Regions from separate parts of the Mus musculus genome. Here region 2 is linked to region 1. The links are chromatin contacts, called in public HiChIP or PLAC-seq maps. All regions are on one chromosome and are shown on one strand. Each heading gives the region's core, a stretch centred on a gene start, on an enhancer-like site or on the middle of the called end of the contact. The rest is flanking DNA. Distances are from core to core; before and after follow the strand shown. Region 1 holds the start of B230206L02Rik (RIKEN cDNA B230206L02 gene). Region 2 holds the start of Eme1 (essential meiotic structure-specific endonuclease 1).

Region 1 (3,157 bases), core at 454-2,953:
CCAGAATGGGATCTCAGGGTCACTGTCAGTTACCTCGGGGCAGACACCTGGGTTATCTGAGAGGCTCTGATACCAAGGCTGTATAAGACACCCTAGCAGAGCTCTAGAGGTCAGGCGGAGACCCTAGAGACCATTTGGGGACACCAGGGAGTCTCAGGGCACTGGTTTACATAGGAATGGTGTTTGTAGAGGCCAAAGGAGAACATGTGACCACTAGACAGTGCTGCAGAAGCTTCCTGGCCCTGACAAGGTATTCCTGCCTCTGCTCCTCAACAAGTTCACCTCCCTCCCGGGGCTGCAGGCTGAATCTAAGGAGAGCTGAGAGAGCCATTTTGTACCTCACTGCTCTCAGCTTTCCCCTAATGAATTCAGTGCCAGGGACTACATGCAGATCCAGTGGACAACAAGGCTCATGAAACAGGATGGGGAGTGTCCAGGTCTGGGTGTCTTTCCAGGGCCTCTTTGTCCTTGTTGAAAGAGTTGAGAAGTCAGCATGGACTATTCTAGAAACTTCCCTGGGCTGGGCAGGGGGACAAGAACCCAAAGATCATTACAAAAGCTGGAGGTCAGGCCTGTGCCTGTCAGCTGGCTGGCCCGTCTTCAGTTCTGTCCTGAGCCCTAAGAGGCTTAGAGCATCATGTTTGGTCCTGACCCACTAAAAATGTCTAGCGGTACCCACTCTCCATTTGTGACAAGAGAAACGGGTTCTAGATGCTGCTAAGTGTCCGCTGGGAATACAAAAGCAACCATCCACTTGAGAGCCATGGCCTTAGAGGACAGGTGACAAGGACTCCAGGAGGGTCCATCCACCTCATGCTAAAAGCCTTTTCACCAGCAGTTCTTGCTGTGGCCTCTTCAGGGAAATCTGGTAATGATTATGACCTAGGCAGGTCTCCTACCATTCATCTGAAGGGAGTGTGTGGAATTCAAGTCCTATCCACAGGGTGAATGAAGGGAACATCTTCCCACAGGGAAGAAGGCCTGGATAACAGCAAGCTGGGGTAGCCTGTACTTCACTTCCTGACCCTAAGAAGTACATGGCCACTAAAGGTACAAGGCCACTCAGGGCAGCTGAGTTGCACCAGAGACCCCTACCCTTTGGAACTTCTGGAATGAGGCCTTGCCCCTCAAGCAGGTGGCTGTATGCTCAGCCCCATTTGGAACCTTGCACATGGCTTCCCTGACTCAGACTGCTGTATGTGACCTGTGCTTGTCACATCTCAAGATTACTTCCTATGGCTAATGACCTGGACACCTGGCAGGTGTCCCTCCCCCTGAAGGCAGGGGATGGGCCTAATGAAGCCAGCGGCAGCTTTTAATTGTGGGTTCTAGAGTGGAATGATGGGGGAGGGAGACACACTAAAACTTCCAGGAGCTTCCACATCCTAGCTGGCTCTGCAGTGTATTGTAAAGACACTTGGTATTCAATGCCCCTGTCAGGTCTCAGTTCCTTGTTTATAAAATAGAGGCTTTGGAGAACAGGGTGTGTAAAATTTTCCTGTGCCTAGGAACATCCTACATGATAGGGTTTTCAGGTACATTCTGTCACTTGGGTCACACATTATCCTACCAAATGACTATTCTCACTCTCAAGTTATAGCCAAGGAAGCTGAGACTTGCCCCAGGTTACAAAGTCAGCAGGTGTTGGGTCATGTGATCGGGTCTGGCCCATAGGTGGCGCTGTTGAGCACTCCAGTGGCTCTGTAAAAAGGCCAACTCGCTGGAGGACGGAAGGGTGGCCTGAAGACTGAGGAGGGGCAGGTCAGGTGCCCAGTCCAGAGAGGAGGAGTTGAAGATGACAAGGTTCGGAGCTCCAGGGACTGGGTGGTGGCAGTGCTATTAATGGAAACAGGGAAGTCCGGAGGAGGAGCAGGTTTGGGCCCAGGAGGCGGAGTTCATCCTTAGACATGTTGACCCTATTATGCTAACAGTGGGCTATTTCGGCTGAGGTCTAGCCACAATTCAAGGAGGAAAAAATTAAGGCTTAGTAAATATTCTTGACCAAAGCCAAGCTGCTCTTGCTATGTCCCATGTTCCCTGGCCTGGGCCTCAGGCTGCAGTGTTAGGATGGCAGCAGCCTAGCCCCAGCCCCAAGTTCAAGCCCTAATCCAGCCGCTGGGGGTCGCCACTGTGCACAGACTGGCAGAGCTGCCAAGGTGTGCCAACCGAGAAGAGGGTTTGGAGCCAGGATTCCCCTCACAGGAGACAGAGGTCTCTTCCCTCTTTGTAGAGGTAGCAGAGGCTCACGAGCAGAACCGAGTATCAGGCAGGTTAAGCTTTCCCCAAGAGCCTGATTAACCTTCTCCATCAGGTCTCGGTGACCTTGGAGCCAGGAGGGAAAAGCCACAGAGCCCCCTCACCTCTGGTGCTTTGAGAACAGCTCTCCCAGTTGCCCGGGGCGGGGGGCGGGGGCGGGGGGGACACAGTGTTCAGGGCTCTAGTGACCTCGCTGGGAGCAGGATCCCAGCTGTTTCAAGCCTCCACATGTCTCCCTTGACATTTGCGTCAGCAACTCTGCCCTTTGACCTTTCACTCCCCAGAGAGGACGGTGGAGGCAATCGGGACTAATTATTTGCAGTTCGGTGTGTCCAGCAGTTTATTGGGGTTTGACCTGGCTCTCTGGTCTCCCCCACCCCAGCTTTATGGTCTTGGTCTCCCGAGGAAGTTAAAGAACCAAGGGCAGGAGTGGTTCCTCTTGGCCTCCTGGTGTTGAGAGCCAGGTGGGAAGGTACGCTTGTAAAAGGGCTTGGAGAGGTGTCCCCACGCAGGCACGCACGCCCAGCGCAAACTCTGCCCCCCACACCCTTGGGCCAGCCTCCTGCTGTGCTTGGACTTGTTGGGACATGTCCCCAAGTGGACTGGGGCCAGGAGAAGGGGATGCCAGTCTCCTGGCTGCTTGCCCAGGCTGGAAGGGGGTGGAGGTTGCAGGACTCCGAAAGAGCTGGGGGTGGGGCAGGTGCGGTGGAGTCCATGGGGCTCCCTAGGCCCTGGGCCCATGAGGTATCTGGTTCCCTCTATATTTGGCCTTGACATTACTAGCATGCCCTCTCAGAGGGGCAGGCGGCCAGCTGTACCCAATGTCTCCTCACAGGGACCGGATTATTTGAGGGCTCTGGGGGAGACAGTTGTAGCCCAGGAGGGCTGAGAGGCTTAAGAG
Region 2 (3,333 bases), core at 121-2,620, 520 kb after region 1:
CTATGCACACACCCATGTACGCTCATGTCCACACACAGGAAAAAACTCCCCTTACAATTCACATAGTGTATAGTACTCAAAACTATCCTTTAGGTGTTGGAGTAGCAGCGGTAGAGTGCTTGCTTAGCACATAGAGAGCCCTACATGAACGTTAGGCCCCAGCCTTAGTACAGTTAACAGATAAAGAAATCATTCACTCAGACTGATGGGGCTCCGTATGTCTGTGCTGTGTCAGCATTACCCTCCTCTTACTCCCGAATGTCTCCATCATCACAAAGAGAAATCCTACAAACTGGGCATGCTGGCACACAACTGCAATCCCACCTATTGGGAGGCTACAGAGGGGGATATTTTGAGTTCAAGGCCAGCCTACTTGATACAGTGAGACTTCTCAAAAGCAAGGGTATTTCTATAACCATTTTTTTTTTTTTTTTTTTTCTGAGACAGGGTTTCTCTGTATAGATAGCCCTGGCTGTCCTGGAACTCACTTTGTAGACCAGACTGGCTGAGAACTCAGAAATCCGCCTGCCTCTGCCTCCCAAGTGCTGGGATTAAAGGCATGCGCCACCACCACCTGGCATTTATTTATTTATTTAAAAATTAAGAAAAAAAAAAAAAGCCCCCACACACAAAAAAACAAGTTCTTTCTCTCTCCCAGCATCTAAAAATAAAATAAGATCCATTGTCTCTATGGATTTACAGGTTCTGTATATTTCATAAAAGCACACCGTATGTGCCTTTGGTGACTGGTGTCTTTCGCAGTCATGCTTTCAGGGTCCTTCTGTGGCCATACTATGCACCAGTACTGCCTCATTTTTTATAGCTGAATAATATTCCACTGTGTGGCTATGTCACATTTTGTTTACGCATTTATTGCTTGATGGACGGTTAGCCTGCTCCCCTTTCTTGGCTGTTACGGATAATGTTGCTACAGACATTCACGTACAAATATTTTGAACGAGTATGTTTTCACAGTTCTCTTGTGCGTACACTTAAGTCTGCCTGGAACTGCTGGGTTACACGCAAGAATCATTCTTTCAACAATAATTAGTGACTGATAATCTTTGCAGTCTTCCTGGATCTCAATTTAACATAATACCAGTAACTTAGGTTTGTAAGGAATTAAATGAAATTGTGCATCTACAACCAGTCTAGCACAGAATCTAGCTGAGCCTCACCCTGGTCCCTCCCTAGGGACCTTCGTGTGGTTCCTGGAGTGGGACAAACGTCCGTGCTGGCCACACTCCTTGTCTCTGGGGCCCACGGTCCACTGCAGAAGTCGCCGGAGGTCCCGGCCATAAACCCCAAGAGATCTGGGCTCACCTGCTACTGCTCCCGCCACTCTTTGAATTGTCCGCAAGACCCGGAAGTAGATCTATCCCGGTAGCGGAAGCAGACTTCCCAGCCTGGAAGTGAACGTGAAGCAAATATGGCGGCGGCGGCGCTTACGCTGAGGACGCGGGCAGCAGGTAGCTCAGCACTGTGGCTATTGCGAGGCGAGACAGCAGGGAGGCTGGGAGATGGAAACTGGAGCCCATGGTGAACCTAGATACGGGGAAGAAGTGAGGGGCTCCGGACCTTTGGAGGGCGACTGTCTCCGGTCACGTGACACGTTGTGGGCGGTGCTTGCGGAGGGTGGGAGTGCAGAATGAAAGCCCGTTGGATAGTTACTCCAGAAGCTCTGTCCCCTCTGGGTTTATGTGGATCCCTCCGGATTTGAAGAAGACTAAGTTCAAAACATTTAATTGATATTCAAGACTTAGCTTTTTTCCTTTCCTCGCTTTTGAGGTAGGTTCCCACTGTGTAGTTTGCCGTCTTAGAGCTGGTATTTCAGATGTCTATGACCATGACCAACGCTTAGGTCTGGTGAGACACTGCTCAGAGTACCAGCATAAACATGGTTTCTAACGCCTTGTGAGTTCAGCCAGTAAACACGTGAGTAACTTAGTTGTAATCTCGAATAGTATTGTGAAGAGTCTTAGATTAGGGGACCAAGGAAGTCTCTTGAAGGGATAGCAATTTAGACCTAAAAGAGACAGACCCAACCAAACCTGTGTAGACAGAAGGCAAGAAAATGACTTGACTCGGTTTTACAGTTTTGAGGAGCCAATTAAGAGGAGGCAGACTGGGTGCAAATAAATAAATGAAAATGAAACCAAGTGGGACCAGGAATAGTAGTGCCTATAATCCCTGCACTTAGGAGCCTGGGGCAGGAAGATTTCATCAGATCCAAGGCCAGCCTGGGTCACAGACTCAAAAGCTATAAATAAATAAAATAACATAAAATAAAATAAAATAAAATAACCTACACAGAAAACCATCTGCAAGACTTGCTATAGGATAGATCATTTGGCCCAGATATTAGTGGTGTTGGTAGAGAAGCTGGAGGGTAGTGGGTGAATATGACATCTGTCTGTTCTGAAGATATAGATTCCACAAGTCTTACTGCTCTGTAAAATGAGGGAAGAGAGTCATCTGTAAAGTCTTGTTTTTCACAAGAGCAGAGACATATGAGTGAAACAATGTAGGCAAAAGCAAAACACCAATCACCAGTAAGTGAGTGGGTGAAGCCAGGAAGTGCATGCCTGTAACCTCGGTTATATGTGAAGTAAAGGCCTGAGGATTGCAAGTTCAAGGTCTTCATGGGCTACAGGAGAGGGGGGAGGGGATTCCATTCCATTGCTGGACATTGAAGATGTCTCCTAAGTTCTTTTTTTGTGATGTTTGTTTGTTTGGAGACACTGTATCACTATGAAGCCCTGGCTGTCCTAGAACTCAGTCTCTAGACCAAACTGGTCCTGTTGTCACAGAGATCTGCCTGCCTCTGCCTCCCAAGTGCTAGCATCAAAAGCTTGCCTGTGCCACCATGCCCAGCCTGCTCTCTGAGAGCTAGTCTTGTATCCCAGCAACTTTCTGTTCTTATGGGAATTTGAGAAACCTAGATAACCAGTGCTATGCCCCCAAACACCCATAAAGCAACTCTAAATGGGCTGATACTAGATCCTAAGATCCTATACTATGCCTAGAGACCTAAAACAGACAGCCTGGATTTTATTTTTGTGTATGAATGTTTTGCCTATGTGTATATATGCATACCACACGGTATACTTGGTACCAGCAGAGGTAAGAAAAGGCCATTGGATCCCCTGAAACAGGAGTTACAGATGACTGTGGACCACTACAAAAGTGCTAGAAACTGAACAGAGGACCTCTGCAAGAGCAGTCGCTGCTGCTAACCTCTGAGCCATCTCTCTCTGGCCCCATTAGCATGCATTTTAGATAATCTTCTTTTAAAAGCATTTTCATTTAATCTTTGAGAATTTTGTTCATGCA

The links. HiChIP or PLAC-seq counts read pairs in DNA pulled down with a chosen protein or histone mark.
Region 2: a contact with region 1 is called in an H3K4me3 HiChIP or PLAC-seq map of embryonic stem cells, with 6 times the contacts expected there. The contact joins the promoter of Eme1 here to the promoter of B230206L02Rik in region 1. A contact is called at or near these places in 2 of 115 datasets of contacts at active chromatin or transcription factors (embryonic stem cells and microglia).

Annotation. Positions count from the first base shown.
Region 1 is chr11:94,131,753-94,134,909 of GRCm38.p6, forward strand. It overlaps B230206L02Rik (RIKEN cDNA B230206L02 gene), which reads left to right and starts at 1,704. Exons shown (of 4, transcript NR_167701.1): 1 at 1,704-1,803.
Region 2 is chr11:94,652,373-94,655,705 of GRCm38.p6, forward strand. It overlaps Eme1 (essential meiotic structure-specific endonuclease 1), which reads right to left and starts at 1,371. Exons shown (of 9, transcript NM_177752.5): 1 at 1,324-1,371. Mrpl27 (mitochondrial ribosomal protein L27) reads left to right here and starts at 1,419. Exons shown (of 4, transcript NM_053161.2): 1 at 1,419-1,469. The coding sequence starts at 1,430.